Linked DNA regions of Gossypium hirsutum: region 2 is linked to region 1. Evidence: chromatin contacts called from public Hi-C data. All regions are on one chromosome and are shown on one strand. Each heading gives the region's core, a stretch centred on a gene start, on an enhancer-like site or on the middle of the called end of the contact. The rest is flanking DNA. Distances are from core to core; before and after follow the strand shown. Region 1 holds the start of LOC107914217 (E3 ubiquitin-protein ligase BRE1-like 2). Region 2 overlaps LOC107914113 (probable acyl-activating enzyme 18, peroxisomal).

What was found. Hi-C and Micro-C count contacts between places; a contact is called where the count stands out from the background.
Region 2: a Hi-C map of leaf shows a contact between it and region 1, with 3 times the contacts expected there. The contact joins the enhancer-like site here to the promoter of LOC107914217 in region 1. A contact is called at or near these places in 6 of 34 Hi-C or Micro-C datasets (hypocotyl, leaf and petal).

Annotation. Positions count from the first base shown.
Region 1 is chrD08:14,790,606-14,797,055 of Gossypium_hirsutum_v2.1, reverse strand. LOC107914217 (E3 ubiquitin-protein ligase BRE1-like 2) reads right to left here and starts at 2,908. Exons shown (of 19, transcript XM_016843055.2): 1 at 2,579-2,908; 2 at 1,127-1,288; 3 at 954-1,041; 4 at 579-809; 5 at 277-444; 6 at 1-97. The coding sequence starts at 2,680.
Region 2 is chrD08:14,912,514-14,918,963 of Gossypium_hirsutum_v2.1, reverse strand. LOC107914113 (probable acyl-activating enzyme 18, peroxisomal) reads left to right here. Exons shown (of 13, transcript XM_016842872.2): 8 at 1,680-1,774; 9 at 1,858-2,074; 10 at 2,145-2,270; 11 at 2,418-2,516; 12 at 2,747-2,953; 13 at 3,337-3,710. The coding sequence ends at 3,450. Among protein-coding and RNA genes, the nearest start is that of LOC107914133, 19 kb to the right of the region's middle. Within about 2 kb of position 2,888, at least 3 of the 9 cell types and tissues checked have an H3K27ac peak or open chromatin away from gene starts, as enhancers often do. A contact at or near this core is called in leaf, where this site is marked.

The DNA.
Region 1 (6,450 bases), core at 1,659-4,158:
GATGCATGCATCCCAGATGCTATATTCTTCTGCATTTTCAGATCAACTAGTTTTCTTCTGCTTTCTTCAAGTTCAGCCATGATTTCCTCCAGCTCACCTTCCAGAATAAATAAACTACAGCTTTAACGTACAATCATGATAAGACAAAAAAGAGAAAATCTAGGAAATGGCTAACAAACAACCAGATTGCTAATCAGTTGGTACTAAACATGCTACTGAGAATTGCATTTATAAATGTTAGGAAGTTATTGCAAGCATAAAAGAACTAGCAGAGACCTTGAAGACGTTTAACATCAGATTGATCAGTTGCATGGCTACTTATATATGTTTGAATCCCATCAGCATACTCTTTATGCTTCAAATGTAGAGTGTCAATCACCTCACGCAAATTTTTGGCCTCTTCTTTCATCATGTCATAAATCTTAGAAAGCTGTATTATAGTGTCTGCAAGCGATATATAATAATCAACGTAAAACTGCAGATAGAAGTACTAGCTAATGAAGAAATTGCCGAAAATTTCATGAAAAACACAAGAAATGACAAATTACTAAGCAACTGAAAAGAAGAAATCATCTAACCTTCAACAGATAATTTCCCATGCAAAGAAAGAGCCATGCTCTCAGTTTTCATCCTCTCAGCAGAGATGGTATCCTCCAGAGATTTTATCAACTCGCTAGTGGATGAATGGCGTGAAAATAAGACTTGTTCAACATAATTTGCAATGCCATCTTTGTCATTACTATCAATAAAATCTGTTTCTAGAAGCCTACAAAGAAACATCTCCTCCACAGGGCACGATGGAATAGAACCTAAAGAGGGCAAGTTAAAGTATTGTAAATTTGAGAGAACTTACACTTTGACTTTTTACTATTAAAAGACACAGCACTACCTCTCCCAACTCCAAAAACACACAAAAGTAAATTTGTTCAACAAAAAATTAGTCTGATCTGAACCTCGAGAATTGTCAGCTTCGTCCAAGATTCGTAAAGCATTATGGCCTCCTCCAGCTCGTATTCCAAGCAGGACCAAATCATCAACCAACTATAGAGTAGAGTAACAAGAAAGAATTATAAAAAAATCATAATGATCAAAACAGATGGAAGTAAAAGAGTGCCATAAAAAAAACCTGATTCCAGAGTTGGTTCACAGTTATCAACATATCATCATAAGAGGCTTGCTTGTCTTTTAATTCTTTAATTTTGGTTTCAAGATCATGCAACTCATGTTTCTGAATATCTAACTGCTGGACAAGTTTTTGATTCTGGTACTGGAGAACTGCCGCGTCAACCTGGATAAAAAAAAATCCATCTATATCAAACCAAATGCATGAGAGAATTAAAAACACAAATTTGTAAACATGCAGGGAAAAAAATGAAAAACGTATTTTATCAATTTTAAATTTACTTGACATGTGCACCAACCTTACACGTTGGGGTGTATGCAGAAATATCATAGTGATAATAAGATGGCACTCTGAAAAATCAAATCATGGATAAAAAGTGAAAGGCAAATTCAATCAGGTGGCAGGGGACAGCATATCTCCACTCATTTTTAGGTATGCGTATGCCTGATATTGAATTAGGTTATGCTCAGAGCTTAGCTTATCAACTCAACAAAATGTGCAAACTGGTGGATTTATGGTGCCCATGCATATAATCAGATGCCTAAAACTGATTCATGACAAGTCTAGGAATGGTTTGAATCAGATAAGAGACCAGAATATAACTAGAAGTTAAGGGAAAATTTCAATTTCTAAGATAGATGCAAATAGGCAACTCAAATAATTTGAGACGATGAAAAAGACATCACATTTCATTAATTTACAATATTTCCATTTGACATATACAGCATTGATGCAGCAAACCTACTCGGTTAGTGCAAAGTACTTCAACTATTCACATTATCAGCTCAATTTAATAATAATTGGAGTTATATAACCCTAGCAGATAAATTAAGTGAAAAAAGAATTTTTTTTTTTTAAACCCTTAATTTTGGTGTGTCACCCTAAATCCGCAAATCTAAACAAACAATAGCATATCAGTGATATACTGATTATGGGTAAATCGCTAAGAGAAGGAGCTTGTTTTCCTTTTTTCCCCGTATAGACCCAATCGAGTTTCACAGCAAACTACTTATCCACCATTAACAATAAATTAAATCAAAATTGATCCACAACAAGTAATAAATAAATTCCCCTTCTCTTCCTATACTGTCTCGACGGCAGAGAGAAAGCATTTGAAATTAAAACTTTCCATGAATAACCCAGAGACCATGAAGAAATTGAATACAACTGAGCATCCAAGAAGAAAACTAATGGCAGGAAAAAATTTAGATCAACTTTCCATTTTGTGAACGGTCGAAAGTAATGTCCCAAGATTCAATATTTCAGTTTTACCATTTTATTCTTCCTGGCTACAGGACAAAACAAAATGTATTCCAGAGCAATTTTGATTTGAGGAGAAATTATAGCTCAAAAAGAAAGCGAATAAAATCATGCAAAGCCATTCATTTGATCAAGAAATTAAAGAAGAATACAAAATATTAAAAAAAAAAAAGAAGAGTGTGAGAGAGAGATTACAGCTTTGGTGTGGTTCGGAGAAGTGGAGGAATTACGGGCCATGGCGGGAGAATCCAAGTGAGGCCTCTTCTTCTCTGGTTCTTCAGATTCAAAGCTTTCCATTTACTGCAGTTAGGATTGCGATTTACACCCCCTCCCCTCTCTTTTACCCTTGATTACTCTTTCGTCACACCATCAAATCCCAATCATCATGCGTTCCCAAAACCCTAACTGGAAACCCTAACTCACAAACTCTACTCGTTCCGAGAATGATAGATTCCAGTAATTTGCTTTCTACGGAGTCGTATATTGAGAAGAAAGCAGAAGAAAGATGCATCACCCGTTAAAACGGTGCCGTTTATCCTTTTAGCTTTGTTGCCCTTCAACTAACACTCTCCAAATAGTTGGTTGAACCAAATTAGACCGGCCGATCAGACCGGTTGAATCAATAAGTGGTCAATGTATTAGTTTGGAGAGATATTGATCGGTTGAGGGGTGAATTAATATGATCTAATTAAATTGGTTTAACCGGTTTCATTAGTTTTTTTTTTATAAATTTTTTAATAATATATTTAGTAGGATCAGTGGCTTTAACCATTCAATCATGATTTTGAGACTTTTCATAGTTTATATTAGGTTTAAATTAGTTTATTGTATTTGCAATTCAAATATATTATATTTATTTTTTAAAACCTTATTATAAAATTTATAACATTTTAGAGACGACATGGAGTATTAAATTTGATGACATGTAGCTTTCTTTTGTAAATTAAAATTTATAATTTTGGTTCAAATTTAAACAATTTGATTAGATTATTTCAAATAAATTTAATAAATTAACGAGATAAATAAAGAATTTCAACTAAATTTAATAAATAATCTAGATAGAATAAAGAATTTTGAATAAATTAATAAATAATATTTGTATATGATAAATATTGAAGTAAACTGTAGAATAACAGAAAATCTCTAATCTTTTATACTCTAAAAATATAAATATTTATGCAGTTTGTGATTTCATACGCAGTATCTGTCTCTCTATTAAGAATTTAATTAATGTGAATTATTTAGAGGCTTATTTAGTAGTGTTTAAAAAAATATTTTTGGCTTAAAAAGTATTTTTAGAAGAAAAGTGGTGCTAAACAATCTGCTTTTAAAAATATTTTTAGAAAGCACTTTTGAAGAGGAAAAGTTAAAACTTTTAGTTTGCTTAATTATTTTTTCACCCTTCCAACGGCATAATATTTTTTCTTTCTTTTTCTTTGTTGCTTAATTAAATTTTAAAAATGTATATTTTATATATTAAAATATTAACAATAAGTCATAATAAAATGTTTTTTATATTCTTACTAAAATATAATAATATTAACTAATTTGAACATTATTTAAATATATATTTATTATTTGATAATATCATTTCTAAAACGGTCATTTTATTTTTAAAAAATATTTTTAACAATAATACTAAATACTTAAATATTAAACCAAACTTTTCAAAAATATTTTTTCACATATTTTTTAAAAACATTTTTTAAAAAATTACTAAATTAACCCTAAATGCATCTGGGAAGGCATGAAAAGCAATTCCATGACGGTGGGGAAGTACCGGGTTATCAATCCCAACCAGGAACGTCATCAACCATTACCCGATTCTCACAAGTTCAACGTCAAGGTAACGTCGTCGCATGGCCATATTTTTCAGTGGGTGGAGAAAGGACTGCGGTGGAGCAGGGAGATCACGTGGCTTGCTTTTCAGCACTGGAGATTGAAGGACAGGAGTTGACTTTTAAGGACTGGCTTCATGTCGCCAAGAAAGGCCATGCCAATGTCTCTTCTTTTATTTTCATGCTATTAGGATATAGTAGAAACAGCAAAAGTGGCCCAAACATAAGCATGCATGCTGTGTATATATATATTTTTAATAATGCATCGAAGGCTTTCTGGTTGTTTTGTGAATTGCAAGCCATGGAAGTGGAGCTGGAGCAGTTGTATGGTACTGCTAATTCCCTTCATGAAGAAATGTTTTATTTCCGAGCAAGGTAGGGTAATGCATGTTTATTGTATAATTTGATATAAAATACTACTTAGTTAAATTTATTGTCAACAAAATATAACTTTTACCTTAATTTGTTTTGTTAAATCAAATTTAGTGTTATAACCGTAATACATTAATATAAAATAATGTTTTTAGAATAAATATAATATTAAAAACGGGCAAAATACCATTAAAAGCCATTTTTTTAAAAAATTATGAAATGGGCCCAATAAATAATTAATTACCGGAATGGCCCAATTCCTCGAAAGCGCGTCCACGTCAGTGTGTTGTTAGGGGACGTTGTGGGAAAACGCTTCCTCAAGGAAGCGCTTTGTCCACGTGCGCAGAAAGCGCTCCCTCAAGAACGCGTTTTCTTGCCACGTCAACGCTCCCTTGGGGATGCGTTTTGCCCGCGCGTGAACAGTAACAACAGTTACTTTTTTTACCGTTGGTGACCCCCCCAACGGTAAAAAATATATATAAAAACCCCCCTTTCATTTTTTTTTCACAACTTAATCCTTTCTCTCAATTTCTCTCTAATATTCTCTCAATTTCCTCTCAAATTCCTCTTAAATTCCTATTTAAAAAAGTTTTAATTTTTTTAATTATTTTTAAAAAAGTTTTAAATTTTATTTTTTAATTTTTTTTTAAATCTTAAAAATTTGTACGAATTTAGCAATTGCTGGAGAATTAATTCGTCTTGATGACAAGCACATATCCGTCGAACAAATGAAAATGGTAAGTGTTAAATTTAATTTTTAAATATTATTTAAGATTTTTTATGCAATTTTAAATAATTATTATTTATTTTATTATTTTTTATAAAGTCTTTAGATCGGATATTACAATGCTATATTCGTAATATGCATGGTCCTCCATCACCATTGGTAGAGAATTACCTGCGGGAAGCGGGTTTTTGGCACGTGGCGACGGTAGGCTTGGGATGCAAGTTGGACCCGAAACTTATCAATGCGTTGATTGAGAGGTGGAGACCCGAGATGCACACATTCCATCTTCCATGTGGAGAGTGTACTATCACTTTGGAATATGTGAATTTGCAATTGGGATTGCCGGTGGACGGGTACGCAGTCACCGGGTCTGTTTAATCTGGTGATTGGGGAGCGGTATACTATGAGTTTTTGGACGCTATTCCGGAGAATATTAACGGAGGTCAGATTGAGATGGGCTGGTTACGAGACACATTCCCGGATCCGGATGATGATTCTACCGAACTAGAAAGAATCTGATATGCTCGGGCATACATTCTTTAGATAATTAGAGGTTATCTGATGCCAGACTTGTCACGGAACCTTGTACATCTAAGATGACTGCTGAAACTCGTTGGGTTTAGAGTAGCTGGTGAATTTAGTTGGGGGTCTGCCGTGTTGGCAACATTGCACCGGGAGATGTGTGGGGCGACGCTACCGAATAAAGTGAAAATCGGAGGTTGCCTGTCACTATTGCAGTCATGGGCACGGTTTCGCCTTCCATTTTTACGTCCTCGAGTGGATCACCCATATACATTCCCACTCATAACGAGGTAAATTTTATATTATATTTTACAATTATTACATAGATTTAAAATATAATAGTATGCTAAAAATTTATTTAATTAAGTGGAACCATTCGGCAAGTTATGCTCGATTACCTACCTCTCTTGAAGATATACGGCTTCTATTAGACCAACAGTCGGAAGCACAAGTAAGTATTAAATAAAATAGATATTTCCATCATGAGCTAGTCGATTGGTATTTAGTATTTAGTATTATGTATTTAGTATTATGTATTTTGTATATAACTAATATTTCCATCATGTTCATATAGTTTAGATAGACACCATACGAGGATCCGGCAATTT
Region 2 (6,450 bases), core at 1,639-4,138, 120 kb before region 1:
ATTTTTTTGAATTCAAGCTCGGATTGAGCCAGGCGGGCTCTGACAAATTAAAATACTTTTGGATATTCTAAGTTATAAATATTTCAATTTCGAATGCAATAATTAATTTTACTTTTATACCATGACAAAACAATTCAAATTCGCTCATAAATTACATATGTTTAATAAAATGCTTTTATATAAAATAATTAAACTGCTATTTATGTGTAAAATTTATTATATGGTAAAATTTATTATATGATATGTATATTAATTGACAGAAATATATTTTATTATTTATTATATTATACTAATAATTGAACTATTTTTATATTTTTTATTAAATTTATAAACCCCATACTCATTTTTCAAACCTAATAAATATACCCATAATTACCCAAAGTCAAAATAAACTAATTTTAGCCCAAATCTCAAGTCTAAAAAAAAAATTTAAACCAGATATCCAAATATAATTTATAAAAGTTAAAACCCAAATTAAAATCTAATTTAATAAAAACAATATTTTATTAAGATATCATTTTATGCTTTGTTAGTTGTACACACGCATTGCAATATACTAAATTACATATAACTATTGATACTACATCTTTTATTATAATCTATAGGAATAAATCTCAAATTTTGGTTTAATGTGCAATTTTATAAATAATATTTTGATTTATCCAATTCTCACAAACTACCAACATAATTATTGATATGACATCATTTTCTGTTTATATATTACATACACAAATAATTATATTTACCCAATATAAAAGTAAATTGATTTATTTATTTATTTAAATGTGTATGATTGAATCAAAATTAAAGTTTCATGTATATATAATACATTTGAACACAATAAAAGATCATGTGTAGATTATGTCATTATATATTTTATATTATAATTAAATTTAAATTTTATAGATTTAATAGTGATTAATTATATTATTTACTATACATATATAATTATACTATTAAAAATATTTTATATTCAATTAATGTTTTTAAAAATTTATTTCACTTTATAATTTAACATAAAAATTATATTAATAAAATTTTAATATAAATATGTAATAGTTATGAACACATTTTCATAAAATAAACAACTATCATTTATTTTTATTTTTATTTTAAATAATATCATAAAATTATATTAATTATTAATATCTATTATGGTTGTTCAGCTATAAATTCGAGTTTTTTCGAACTTTAGATTAGATTTATTTTGAGCTTTGGTCAAATTAATCTTGAACTCGAATTCTTATAGAGTCAAGCTTTCTTGAACTCAAAATCTGTTAGATTAAAATTTTCTTTATCTCGAATTGTTATAAGCTCAACAAAGGATCTTTTACCTTGCGAGCTCTAACCTTAACCCCCAAACCCCTGACTAATTGTACTATGAGGAGAACATTACAAGCTTAGTCCACTCCAACCTCCAACCTCCAACCTCCGGAGGTTTGCTACAGCTTGGTGACTGCTGAAATCAATAAGTTTCTTTTGCTATGCGGCAGGAGACTATGAGAACTTCCCTTGGTTTTGGTGAGATAAGGACAGGCCTTCATAGGGAAATGTAGCTGACGGTTTAAGTTGATATTTATAGTAAAAATGTTGGGTACATGCTACAAGTAGTAAAACATACTGGATACCACTGTTTAATATCTTAACTCACCTGGTTTTAATGTTGTTCTCTTGTTCAGGATGCTGGAGTAACTGTTCTGGGCACGGTTCCAAGCTTAGTAAAAACTTGGAAAAGTTCAAACTGTTTGGAAGGCTTAGACTGGACAAAGATAAAGTAATTCTTTTAAATTTCGAGCATAAATGTTGTTTCATGACTTGGAATCTCAACAAAATGGACTAAGAAATAAATATGTTTAGATGCTTTGCTACCACTGGGGAAGCCTCCAACGCTGACGACGACCTTTGGCTCTCTTCAAAGTCTTACTACAAGCCTGTTCTGGAATGTTGTGGAGGCACAGAGCTTTCATCCGCGTATATTCAAGGGAGTTTGCTGCAGCCACAGGCTTTCGGAACCTTTAGTACTGCAGCAATGACAGCAGGCTTTGTCATCTTGGATGAACATGGGCATCCTTATGTAAGAGCATATTCTGTCTTGTTTCTTTCTGTTGTGTATATTACTATATTTACTTTCATCTTTGTGACAGCCAGATGACAAAGCTTGTGTTGGTGAAGTGGGTTTACTTCCTCTCTACTTAGGAGCAACCAATAGATTGCTTAATGCTGATCATGAGAAAGTCTATTTCGAGGGAATGCCAATGCATAATGGAATGGTAAGGTCATATGCATCATTCTTAGGATATATAATTTTTTAGTAAAGAATTCAATATACTCAATGAAGGTAAAAAACATACAAACTACGAATGATCATGGAGCACCTTAATTGTACATTCTCGTGATTTTGATGTATGCACCGGCAGCGCCTAAGGAGGCACGGGGATGTCCTCAAAAGAACTGTTGGTGGCTATTTGATTGTACAGGGCAGGGCTGATGACACCATGAATCTTGGTGGCATAAAGGTACAGCGTTCTCTCTACTCTATTTAGTTATCTGATAATGATTCAAATTGAAGGTCTTTAAAGTATAGGCCTGCCTCATGACCTAGACTTTGCAAGCATTTTGGAGTCTGCTTGCCAGGAATTTCAAGAAGCATTTCTTTTACCATCGATGAAACTGTACTTTCGGTCCCTTAATGTTATAAACTCAAAAGCAACTTTAGCATGAAATGCAAGTCATTCCTGATATGCAGACAAGTTCTGTTGAAATCGAGCGTGTGTGTGACGGAGCTGATGAAAGCATCTTGGAGACTGCTGCTATCAGTGTAGCTCCACTGGGCGGTGGTCCAGAACAGTTGATAATGTTTGTGGTGCTAAAGAAAGAATATAGTCATCAGCCTGAGAAGTTGAAGATATTATTCTCAAGAGCTATTCAAAGCAACCTCAACCCTTTATTTAAGGTTAGGCTACAAGACATAAAATATCTTTTTCATTTTTATACATTGTCTGGGGACCTAACCTACCCTAACAATGTCATATTTAAACTCCTCCATAAAATTTAAAAATTACCAAGTTAATCCCCATTTTATCTAAGTGTTTACTGAACATGTCGTTTCACTTCTCCCAAGTGGTCTTGCTTGTTTTTCTTTTTCGCTCTTAAATGCAGAATTAGTTTTAGAAGACATCATTAGCTGGATTTCAGGTGAAGAGGACTGGATTTTAGTGGCATTTTACCACAAGGGTCTTAAGGACTCGATTTTGAAGAAAGGCAGCCCTATTTTTGGCTTTGCTACCATACCACCGTGTCATGTTCTAACTCTCTTTTGGTTTTTGACGATAACAGGTGAGCTTTGTTAAGATAGTTCGGGAGTTTCCTCGAACTGCTTCAAACAAACTATTGAGAAGAGTTTTGAGGGATCAAGTTAAGCAGGAGCTGTCCCCTCGAAGCAGAATTTAATGGCAACTTAGGTGGTGGTTTTATGTTACTCAACCCAACAACACCCAAATATGGATTTTCTTCCTCCCGAGTTATGGTTTGTAACATGAAATACGGTAAACAGAGATCATGTATTATAAGAATGGCTCCATTCCAGTTCCTGGAATTATGCACTTTGAGGGTACTTGATATCATGTGTACGTATAAATAAATATAGGCGTTGTTAAAACAGCTATAGATTGTTAAATGAATATGGCCTAGCTAATAAGCCAATTGTCGAATCTAAATTAGTAACAAATTTTACAGCATTTTGGAACATTATTGGTGACCATTTTCCACTTTTTGTACAGCATCAAGGAACCCAATGGTCTTCACCTGCATCTCTTTGTAATTTTATACGACAATATATGAAAGGTGAAAGTCTTATACAAGTCTGAAGAGTGCATGTTGGACACTGACAAAGATCCCTGTATGATAGAAAACGAGTAATTAATTAAATGATGTGACATTAATTTTTAAGTATTGTGACGTGTTTTTTAAATAAAAGGATATTTCAAAAGAATCTATCTCGGATCATTTAAATAAATTTCCAACTTTCTGTATATAAATCATAATTAGTTAGATAAAAATTTAGCCTTTTTATGTTTTTGGAGTAATTTTTGTAAAAAAATTCTTTAATCTTATATTAAAAATCATATTTGATTTGGTCTCTGATCATGATTTACTCCATTTGATTTCCTGATTTGTCTTCCTCGCCGTGTATTCTTTTCTTGTTGCTTTGGGTTGTTTCTGCTCCTATCCTACGATGTAGGGTGACTTATCTTTAAGAACCGTATCCAACATGTCTCAAGATTAAAAGTTCGGATCTTCAATTTCTTGATTCATTCAATTTTTCCAACAATATGAAGGATAATTTATGATGTTGTCCTCTCTACCGCTACCGTTGATGTGTCCAACTTGCCAGCTCAGGTGTTCGCCTTGCCCACATACTGCAGACTTGATGGAAGAAAACAAAGAAGCTCGAATTCTCATACTAACCATTCACAATGCCAACAAAAACTACTATTCTCTATCGGCAGCAAATGAGAGGTAGTCTCCATGATTCTAGTAGCTGGGTTTAATGTAGACACTACACAATACAGCAACACCAAGTTTCAAGTTATTGGGAATTATCCATATTTATGGAAAATCAAAGATATGGGTATTAAATAATAGAAAGTCAAAGATATGGGTATCAAATGTTGGAAAGTCAAAGATATGGGTATCAAATATTGGCATAATAAAATCTGAGATATTTGCAATATATGGTCCCTAATTGTAAAGTGACTTTGCAAGTTGATCCCTGAACCTCAACTATAAATAGGCATAACCATCTCTCATTCTGTATCTCAAACTTGCCATTCTCTACTTAAGGCATTGTTTTCTCTCTCTCTCTTTGTAAATTCTCACTTGTATTTTAGAGTGAAATATATTTGGTAGTGCCCGAGGACGTAGGCAAAATTTGCTGAACCTCGTTAAATTCTTGTGTTCTTTATTGTATTATTCTGCATGAATTGTGTGTGTGATTGTAGTGATTTATTGTGCTATTAAATTACGATTGAGGGATATTCTGGCTAGGAAAGACCTGGTACTTAAGCGATCCTTGTGATCCACCTCTCTTTCCTGGGAATTGAACTTAGTGTGATTTTTTAGTACAATAATTTTACTCTTTTACACGCTTCCGCACAACAATTGGTATCAGAGCTAGATTCGTACTTGGGGAATACGATCGTTCACGGCACTGTTCACGTACTGTAGTTGGGATTGAGGAGAAAAAAATGGAAAAGTCATCGTCAAAGACTACTGTGACCAATGCGAAATTTGAAGTAGAGAAATTTGATGGTACCAATAATTTTGGTATGTGGCAATGTGAGATCCTGGATGTCTTATGTCAGCAAGAGCTGGATATAGCCCTTGAAGAAAAACCTGACAAGATGGATGACAAGGAGTGGGCCAAGATCAATAGACAGGCATGTGGAACAATTCGCCTATGTTTGGCCAAAGAGCAGAAGTACTCTGTTATGAGGGAGACATCAGCGAAGAAGTTGTGGGATACACTAGAAGAAAAGTTTCTAACAAAAAGTCTTGAAAATAGGCTTTATATGAAAAAGAAACTTTATCGATTCACGTATGCACCCGGTATGTCGATGAATGACCATGTGAACTCATTCAATAAAATTTTAGCAGATTTGCTAAATTTGGATGAGAAATTTGAAGATGAAGACAAGGCATTACTGTTGTTGAATTCTCTTCCTGATGAATATGATCATCTTACCACCACATTGCTTCATGGGAAGGATACAATCACATTTGATGCAGTCTGTAGTGCGTTGTATAGATCTGAGACTCGAAAGAAAGATAAAAAAGATCACAGAGATACAACTACAGAAGTCTTAACAGTAAGAAGTCGTTCGCGCAGCAACAAATCTGGTAGAAGGAGTAAGTCCAAAGGGAGACCTGCCAAAGATGAATGTGCTTTTTGTCGTGAGAAAGGGCATTGGAAAAAGAATTGTCCTAAGTTACAAAAGGGTAAAGCTATTTCTGATGCATGTGTAGCGGAGCATGATGAGGAGTCAGACTTTAGCTTGGTTGGCATGGCAATGGCATGTCATACAGATGAGTGGATTTTGGATTCGGGATGTACTTACCATATGTGTCCTAATAAGGACTAGTTTTCTAGTCTTAAAGAACTAGAAGGTGGAGTTGTTTTTATGGGCAATGATAGCGCTTGTAAGACAATGGGAGTAGGTACAATCCAATTGAAGAATCACGACGGCTCAATTCAAGTCTTGACAGATGTTTGCTACATACCTAGCTTGAAGAAAAATCTTATCTCATTAGGGGTCCTAGAATCTAAAGGGCTCACAATCACTTTGAGAGATGGATTACTAAAGGTAGTAGCTGGGGTATTGACGGTGATGAAAGGCACAAGAAGGAATAATCTGTACTATTTAAATGGAAGTACAGTTATTGGATCAACAT